2 separate regions of the Rattus norvegicus genome follow, and region 1 is linked to region 2. The links are chromatin contacts, called in public Hi-C maps. All regions are on one chromosome and are shown on one strand. Each heading gives the region's core, a stretch centred on a gene start, on an enhancer-like site or on the middle of the called end of the contact. The rest is flanking DNA. Distances are from core to core; before and after follow the strand shown. Region 1 overlaps Zfp704 (zinc finger protein 704). Region 2 holds the start of Pag1 (phosphoprotein membrane anchor with glycosphingolipid microdomains 1).

Region 1 (3,598 bases), core at 831-3,330, 250 kb before region 2:
AAGGTTTGACTAAGAGTTTGGGAAATCATATTTGGTAACCATTCATGTGATTAGGCACAAAAGCTTCTTTTTCTATAGGAATCCTCTAAGAAAAGTAATGGGTGCCATGATGGTTTGAATAAGCATGGCCCCCATAGGTGCCTATGTCTGAGTGATTACTCATCAGGAACTAGGGATACTTGAGGAGGACCAGGAGGTGTAGCCCTGCTGGAGTGGGTGTGGCCCTGCTGGAGTGGGTGTGGCCCTGCTGGAGTGGGTGTGGCCCTGCTGGAATGTGGGTCTGGTCAGCTTTGAGGTTTCACAAGCCCACAGGTCAGTGGCTCTCTTCCTGCTGAGTATGGTTCTGGATGTAGAACCCTCAGCTACTTCTCCAGTGTCACGTCTACCTTCATGCCACCATGCTCTTCTTCCACAATAATAATGAACTAACTTCGGAAACCTTACGCCAGCTCTAATTATACACTTTTCATAAAAGTTGCTGTGGTCATGGTCTCGTCACAACAGCAGAACAGTGACTAAGATAAATGTTAACATCTCTCATGTAGGTGCAGTCCACCAGTTTGTCTGAGATAGGAGTTACCGACAAACAATGTACAACAAACAATGGTGTAACAGTCCTGGGGACAGAGAAATGCCTTCCCGGGAGTCTCTCTTGCTTTCAGGATGGAGTCCAAAGTTCCACATGACAGACCTTGGTCCCCATGACCCGAATCAGTCACAGGGCAGTGCACGATGCCTTTTCCAGGGTTTGACCGTCCTCCCTAAGTAGTTAGGCCCTCTTCCCTAGACCTTGACTCCAGCTCCGCCCTCTGCTGGGAACTAGCTCCCCCTACTCTTGTCCACCTGCCCTCAATACTCAGTTCAGGACGACTGCTTCCTGCTGTCTGCTGCTCTGTCAGGCCGTCATGGTGTATGGAAAGCTTGCTGCATTTCCAGTATTTGCTCTCAGCCCCTGCACAGGACGGGGTTCACCCCCACTTGCATTTCTCTAACTCTCGACATCCCCAACCCTTGGCTTAGGTTAGTTCTTCATGAAGGTTTTGGGGACGGTGTTAGTGAAAGTCGCTGAGGGGTGACAGGCAGAGAGACCAAAACATCTAAAGGCTCTTGTGGTTATCTACTTTTACACCGTCATCTTGTTGGACTTGAGGGATTCTTTACTTCTGTCTTGTGAGAAGCAAAGGCTTTTAGCTTTTAAACAGATCACCCCCGGGGTCCTAACAAACAGCCAAACAAAACCCAACCTGGCCTACCTAGGCAACATTAATTTTTCTCCCATGTCTGTGATAATTTTTTGTATTTACAAATTCTCATGGATTCGTTGGTAAACTCTAGAATCTCAGCAAGACCATTATTAAATCAGGTCTCAAATCCGCTGAAAACAATCCCGTGTCATTAGCTGGACCCCTTGATGTAGTGAGGAGTCCCAGGAAGCACACAGCTTGGAGAAGCATCTCCAGCTTTCCTCAGAGGCTCTCTCACTGTGCGTGTCCGAAGCGTTTTCCTTACACCCAACATGGTCCTCCAGGAGTCACAGGCAGTCTGAAACCGTGTTCTCTCTGAACGTGTGGTCACAACAGGGACTGCCGCTTACACATCACATGGTGACAAAGAAGACCGGAGAGAACGTGACAAACTGCTGAGTTTATTTTGACAGCTGTACTTTGTGGATCTCCATGTATGTGCATCTGTGTCTGTGTGGGCTTGTGTCGTGTGTTTTGCAGTGCTTGCAACTTGGTAACAACCACGTGTCTGGGTCGTGTGTACACGTGTGCATGTATGAATCTCTGTGTGAGTTGGTGATCTGTGTCGAGTATCCGGATGTGTATGTGTTTGAGTCCTGTATGCATGTGAGTCTGTGCTTCTATTTCTGTTCTACTAGGACATTACTGTCCCCGGCTCTGCTTCCAGGAACAGCCGGCCTTTTCCTTTCTTCCCAGTTTCTTCTCTCCATCCCACTGAGGGTGTGCCCGCTATCCTCAAAAGTCCACAGAAGGCCGCCACTCTCTCCAGGAACCTCTTGGCTGGGCTGCCTCTGACCAGGCTGCTGTCTGTCTGGGCTGTCAGCCAGCTGACCCACAGTCCTGCCCTGTCAGCAGGGCCTGCCACTCATTGAGGAACAGCAGGTCTACTGTAATGGGAAGGCAGAGCCCTGTGTCATCCAGGAAGCCTGAAGTGATCAGTCTGCTCGCTGAAGAAATGTCCCAGATACCCTCAAGGAGAAAACTGTCATCAAAGCTGCATCTCTCCCTCATGGTCATGGTGGGCCATCCCTGATGTACTGTGTGGCTCATCATGTTATCACCTGGGGGCCTCAAGTCCACATGTGTCCAGCCAATGTAAAGAGCTGCCAGCCACAGTTTATGGAGAGAATCATTTATGCAGGGAACTGGAAGAAAACGAGTCCAGCGTTTGCTGGTTTGCCAACTTAACAACTATGGATAAAGTCACTCACTGTCCCCTAGACAAAAACAAACAACGAAGCCTGAGTAGGCTTAACAAGACAGCACTTCTTATTTCTGCCCTCCCTTACCTGTAACAGTAACTGCTCTGCAGACAACAAACTGAGCTCCTCTTAGCCACGACTAGCAGCCATTTCCCTTCCTGTCTATGTGAAGAGAGACCAGTCGTTTTCTGACCATACCACGGCAATAAACACCCAGGGAGCCTGAGTGGGACTCCCACTCCATCCAAAAGGCATGGGGCCATCCATGGGTGTCAGGAAGGGACTGGGAATGTACCTGTGGCTGAGCAACTGCCCTTCAGAGTGACCGTCTGTGCTGGGGAGAGAACTGCAGGCAGCAGTCCAATGGGCACACTCCTTCATGTGTCCTGGGCTGGGGGTGCCAGAGTCAATCCCTCCCAAGACACATATCTGGCTTCAAGGAAAGGAAAAGTATAACCCTTAAAAGAAGGGTTATATTTATTGTAAACTAAGGATGCTAGATTTCCACACGTACAACTTTAAATTGCCAGTGTGTAACGATATCACTGTCACATTCTACCAAGAAACAGACTTGGGGACTTTCTTAAAGGAAACAGCCAGCTGGCCAGGCCTGTCCAAGAGGTGGCCCACTATGATCCTCAGACATTACACCAGTGCTCCGTCCTGACCAGCTCCATCCTTACTTCTGACTTTTTCTCTCTTTGGGGGCAGGATCTCACTATGCGGCTCTGGAGGGCCTGGACACTCTGAAGTCCAGGCTCCTTCTGAGCTCAGAGATCTGCTTCTTCTCCTGAGTACTAGAATTATAGCACCCGTCATCCCACCTTGCCCACAGCTTGGTTCTCAACCGGAGGCATAGACATAATTTTCTGTGATTGAAATATTTATGTGAACTAAAACGCAATTTATTTCAGGTTCTACTTTTAATTTTGGTATCAATTTAAAATTATGTTATAATGAGAAGAATTTCTTTTTATTACACGTGTGGCTTGGTCTACATTAGTTTAAGTATAGTATTTAAAAGTTGGGAGTCAAGCTGGGTGGTAGCCCACACCTTTTAACCCCAGAACTCAGAAGGCAGAGGCAGTGGATCTCTGAGTTTGAGGCCAGCCTGGTCCCACAGAGGGGGTTTCAGAATAGCCAGGGATGCAC
Region 2 (3,823 bases), core at 846-3,345:
CAAGCTATGATGTGGGCCCCAGGCCCTGATGAAGGGCTGCAGTTCCACCCAAATGTATGTCAAAATCGCAGTCCCCGGTGCCACAGACTAACCTTATCTGGAAGCAGGGCCATTTCAGATGGCACTAGTCAAGTCACAGGGTAAATCTGCTATCTTTATGAAAGCGGGGGGCTCGGCCCTCAGGACATGCACTCAGAGGGGGACAGGTGACATGAGGGGTAGAGGAGAAGGCTGGGGGAAGGCGACAGGAAGGACTGAGTGCACTTGCGACCAATCTAACTCTGGAAGGAGCTCAGCACCGAGTGCGGGAGAAACAAGCACTCCTATTTGAGTCATCCAGTTGTTCCTGTGACTGCCCTTCCAGACCAGGCTGGAGGCCCGTAGCAATCTTTCAGGCAGTCCAGCGACTGCTTTCACTTCAGAGCTTCCCCGAACACCGACCGGTCAAGCCGGGCTCCCAGCAGTCCATACAGAAAGCCACAGCTAATCTCCATTTATGTCCACATGCCAGCTTCAGTGGCGTCGAAAGCCAGCAGCAGCGTCATGCCTGGAGAGGTGTACGTGGACAGACAGACAGACACTGCGGCTTACCACATTCATCAGGCTCTCATGGTCTCCACTATGCTGCCGTGGCTTCTTGTCTCTGAAACGGAGAAGAAAACACCATTCTGGTGTCAAATGTGCCCTTAAAGTGAAGCAGACACCATGTTCCCCTAGCCTAACGTTCCTCAGCAGAAAAAGTCCTAACCAGCAGCAAAGGCTGTGTCCCTTTCTGGCGCACAGAGGGTCAAGTTCACAGCAGGAGGACAGCAGGCTGCAAGCAGGAGCTGTCTGTGCCTAGAATGCTCGGATGACAGACAACGCCTTTTCTCATCGTCTCCCTTAGGAGTCTGTGAGTCACGTGCGTGTGGAAAGGGGTGAGAGAACATACAGGAGACACTACTTTGGCACACCAGCAAGGTGACATGTCTCAGGATGAGTCATATGTACTTCCAGTCTATGGAAACGTCTGTTGAGTAAAAATAGAAACGTCTTTTACACCGAACAGTCTAAAGAAAGCCATTGGTTGTAAAGATGACATTTCTATTTGTGTTGAGGAGAGGGTGACTCCTAGCGGGCAAATGAGTCATTACAACAGCAGAATCTTCAAGCTCCTGGAGGCTTGTCCCGTCCTCAAATGCCTGGGTCCACACTTGGCAGGGATTAGGAGAGGCTGCATAAGGCCAGAGAGTCTGGCTTTCTCTTCTTGACAGATTTTAGGGTGGGTTCCATATCAGAATTTTAAATATCATTAACTTTCTTCCCATGTTGGAGCTGGCTAAGCTGGTCCCCACTGACTCCCGGCAACACCAGAAGGCTGCACACCCTGTACCATCTCTGATTGTTCTGAGCAACCAGTCTTAGTTACAAAGAACTCTGCTTCTCCCTGAGCGAAAGGAGACAAGTGTAATGTTTAAAAAGAAAACAGGCGTCTGCACTCAGTGAGTCTCTCCTGTAGGAAAAACAAACCTGTTCCTTCATAAAGGGCAGTTCAGCACACACAGGTTAATAATACATGAGCTCTCCCAAGCCACACAACAGCGACCATCCTCAGTAACTGCCCATGGTGGCAACAGGATGTAGTACCTCACACTTAGATTTCAATATGCCCACGGCCAGAAAAGGACAGCACCCAAAGACTGCTCAAAGAGCGGCAAGAATTCATTCCAGACGTTTAAAACAGGAGGGCTCTTTGCTTTGCTCTCCAGGAAGGTCCATAAGGATTTTCAAGAACGTCCTTTGTAAGCAACCCATGAACACAGAGGGCCAGGGAGGCTTTGAACACTGAGACTCCACTGGGCACAGGAAAACAACAGGTTTAGGCTCCGGAACATGCATGTTTGTTCTAACCTGTCACAACTGGAGCACAGAAGGATGAGGAAGGTGATGAGGAAGAACATGGCCACCGCAGCCAGACTTCCCCACAGCACCATCTGCATCTGCATCTGCCCGCTGCTCAGGGCGCTTCCTGCAGGTCCCATGGTGGGAGCTGGGGTGACCAGCAGGTGGGCTCGGTTCTTCACAGGAGATCACATGGGTCTAGAGGGCTTCCCTCCTGCAGAGAGAACAACACGTTTAGGATCCCTTCCCTGGAGAGGCTGAGCCTTCTCAGTGTCAAGATCCCAAACCAGAAAGATCCCCAAGTCTGAGTTTTTTGAGTGCTGACACGATGCCACACCAGAAACTTCTATTTGCAACATCGAAATGCAGGTATGCTGAGACCGTATAAAATGACCTTCTGTTTGTGTTTGAAGAAACTACAAAATACACATGAATGGCATGGTCAGACCTGCGTCTTTTCTCCAGGATAGCTACCTCTATTTCAGAGTCTGAAAGGTCTCTAACAGCACTTCAAGTGAGAAGCGCACAGCCTCCCTGTCAGGAGAAAGGCTTCGCAGCAGTCAGGGTGATGTGGGCAGAAGGTAGGCGAGCCTGGAACCTGGCTCTCTTCAAGTCTGTGGTCTGATGTTTGATTTCCTCACGTGGGATTTAACTGGGACTGCGCCAGCGTAAAACAGAACATCTGAAGCAATGGGTAGTTTATCATCATGGGGATGGACTTATTTCAAGGGAACTTCTTCAACTCTTCAACCAAGATTTCAGGCACCCCAAAGCAAGGAAACATGCTTATTAGGATTACTATGCCTCAGGCAGGGCAGTATGAAATGTTTACTATGCATGGATATGTATGTAATAATAACCAACTTTGAATTTTTAATTAATTTTTATTTATCTGGGCGTGTGTGTGTGTATGTGTGTGTGTGTGTGTGTGTGTGTGTGTGTGTTCATACACATGTATGTGCTCCATGGGACAACTGTGGAGGTCACAAGACAGCTTACAAGAGTCGGTTCTTTCTTTTCTTTTCTTTCTTTCTTTTTTTTTTTTTTTTCGGAGCTGTGGACCGAACCCAGGGCCTTGCGCTTGCTAGGCAAGCGCTCTACCACTGAGCTAAATCCCCAACCCCGAGTCGGTTCTTTCTTCTACCCCGTGGGTCCTGGGGAAAGAACTCAGGTTGTCAGGAGTGGTGGTGAGTATCTATACATCTCAGCCACCTCACTGGTTTCCAAGACACATTTTTTTCAAGAACGCTATTTTCATCCCCCTAGCTCCTCAAGCCCGTTTTTCCTTAGAGCTCCGTCAGTGTGATTGATTAAATAGTGTCTGCCTATACACCCCAGACTGCTGTCCACTCAGGGTGTGGCTTTACTTTCAAGGAAGAGTTTTCACTGAGCTGATATTGGATACCCAGCAAATTTATTTTCAGAGGAAAGGCTTGTGCTAAGGACACTCCCTCAGCAGAAAGCAAGATCGAAATATGAAGAACCATAGAGGAGGCATAAGACCTGTACTCAGAGTTCCCAGGGATGCCGCCAGATGCTCCTGCATTTACTGCTCCACCACCCACGGGGAGCACTGTTCACCTCCACTTTAAAGATCAGGAAGTTGGAGCCAAGCTGGGAAAGAACTTGGTCCATGTTCTCACCATAGAGAAAACTCTGCTCTGCTTGAACCACCAATGCTTACCCACTACTCTGTTCCCACCATAATGCTGACCCACCACTCTGTTCCCAACATAATGCTGACCCACCACTCTGTTCCCAACATAATGCTGACCCACCACTCTGTTCCCACCATAATGCTGACCCACTACTCTGTTCCCAACATAATGCTGACCCACCACTCTGTTCCCACCATAATGCTGACCCACCACTCTGTTCCCACCATAATGCTGAACCACCACTCTGTTCCCAACATAATGCTAACCCACCACTCTGTTCCCAC

What was found. Hi-C and Micro-C count contacts between places; a contact is called where the count stands out from the background.
Region 1: a Hi-C map of kidney shows a contact between it and region 2, with 7 times the contacts expected there. The contact joins the enhancer-like site here to the promoter of Pag1 in region 2. A contact is called at or near these places in 3 of 12 Hi-C or Micro-C datasets (the Rat2 cell line, kidney and liver).

What each region holds. Positions count from the first base shown.
Region 1 is chr2:94,216,338-94,219,935 of GRCr8, reverse strand. All of the region lies in intron 2 of Zfp704 (zinc finger protein 704), which reads right to left. Among named protein-coding and RNA genes, the nearest start is that of Zfp704, 140 kb to the right of the region's middle. Within about 2 kb of position 2,080, at least 20 of the 93 cell types and tissues checked have an H3K27ac peak or open chromatin away from gene starts, as enhancers often do. A contact at or near this core is called in kidney, where this site is marked.
Region 2 is chr2:93,962,866-93,966,688 of GRCr8, reverse strand. Pag1 (phosphoprotein membrane anchor with glycosphingolipid microdomains 1) reads right to left here and starts at 2,095. Exons shown (of 6, transcript NM_022253.1): 1 at 1,891-2,095; 2 at 592-643. The coding sequence starts at 2,021.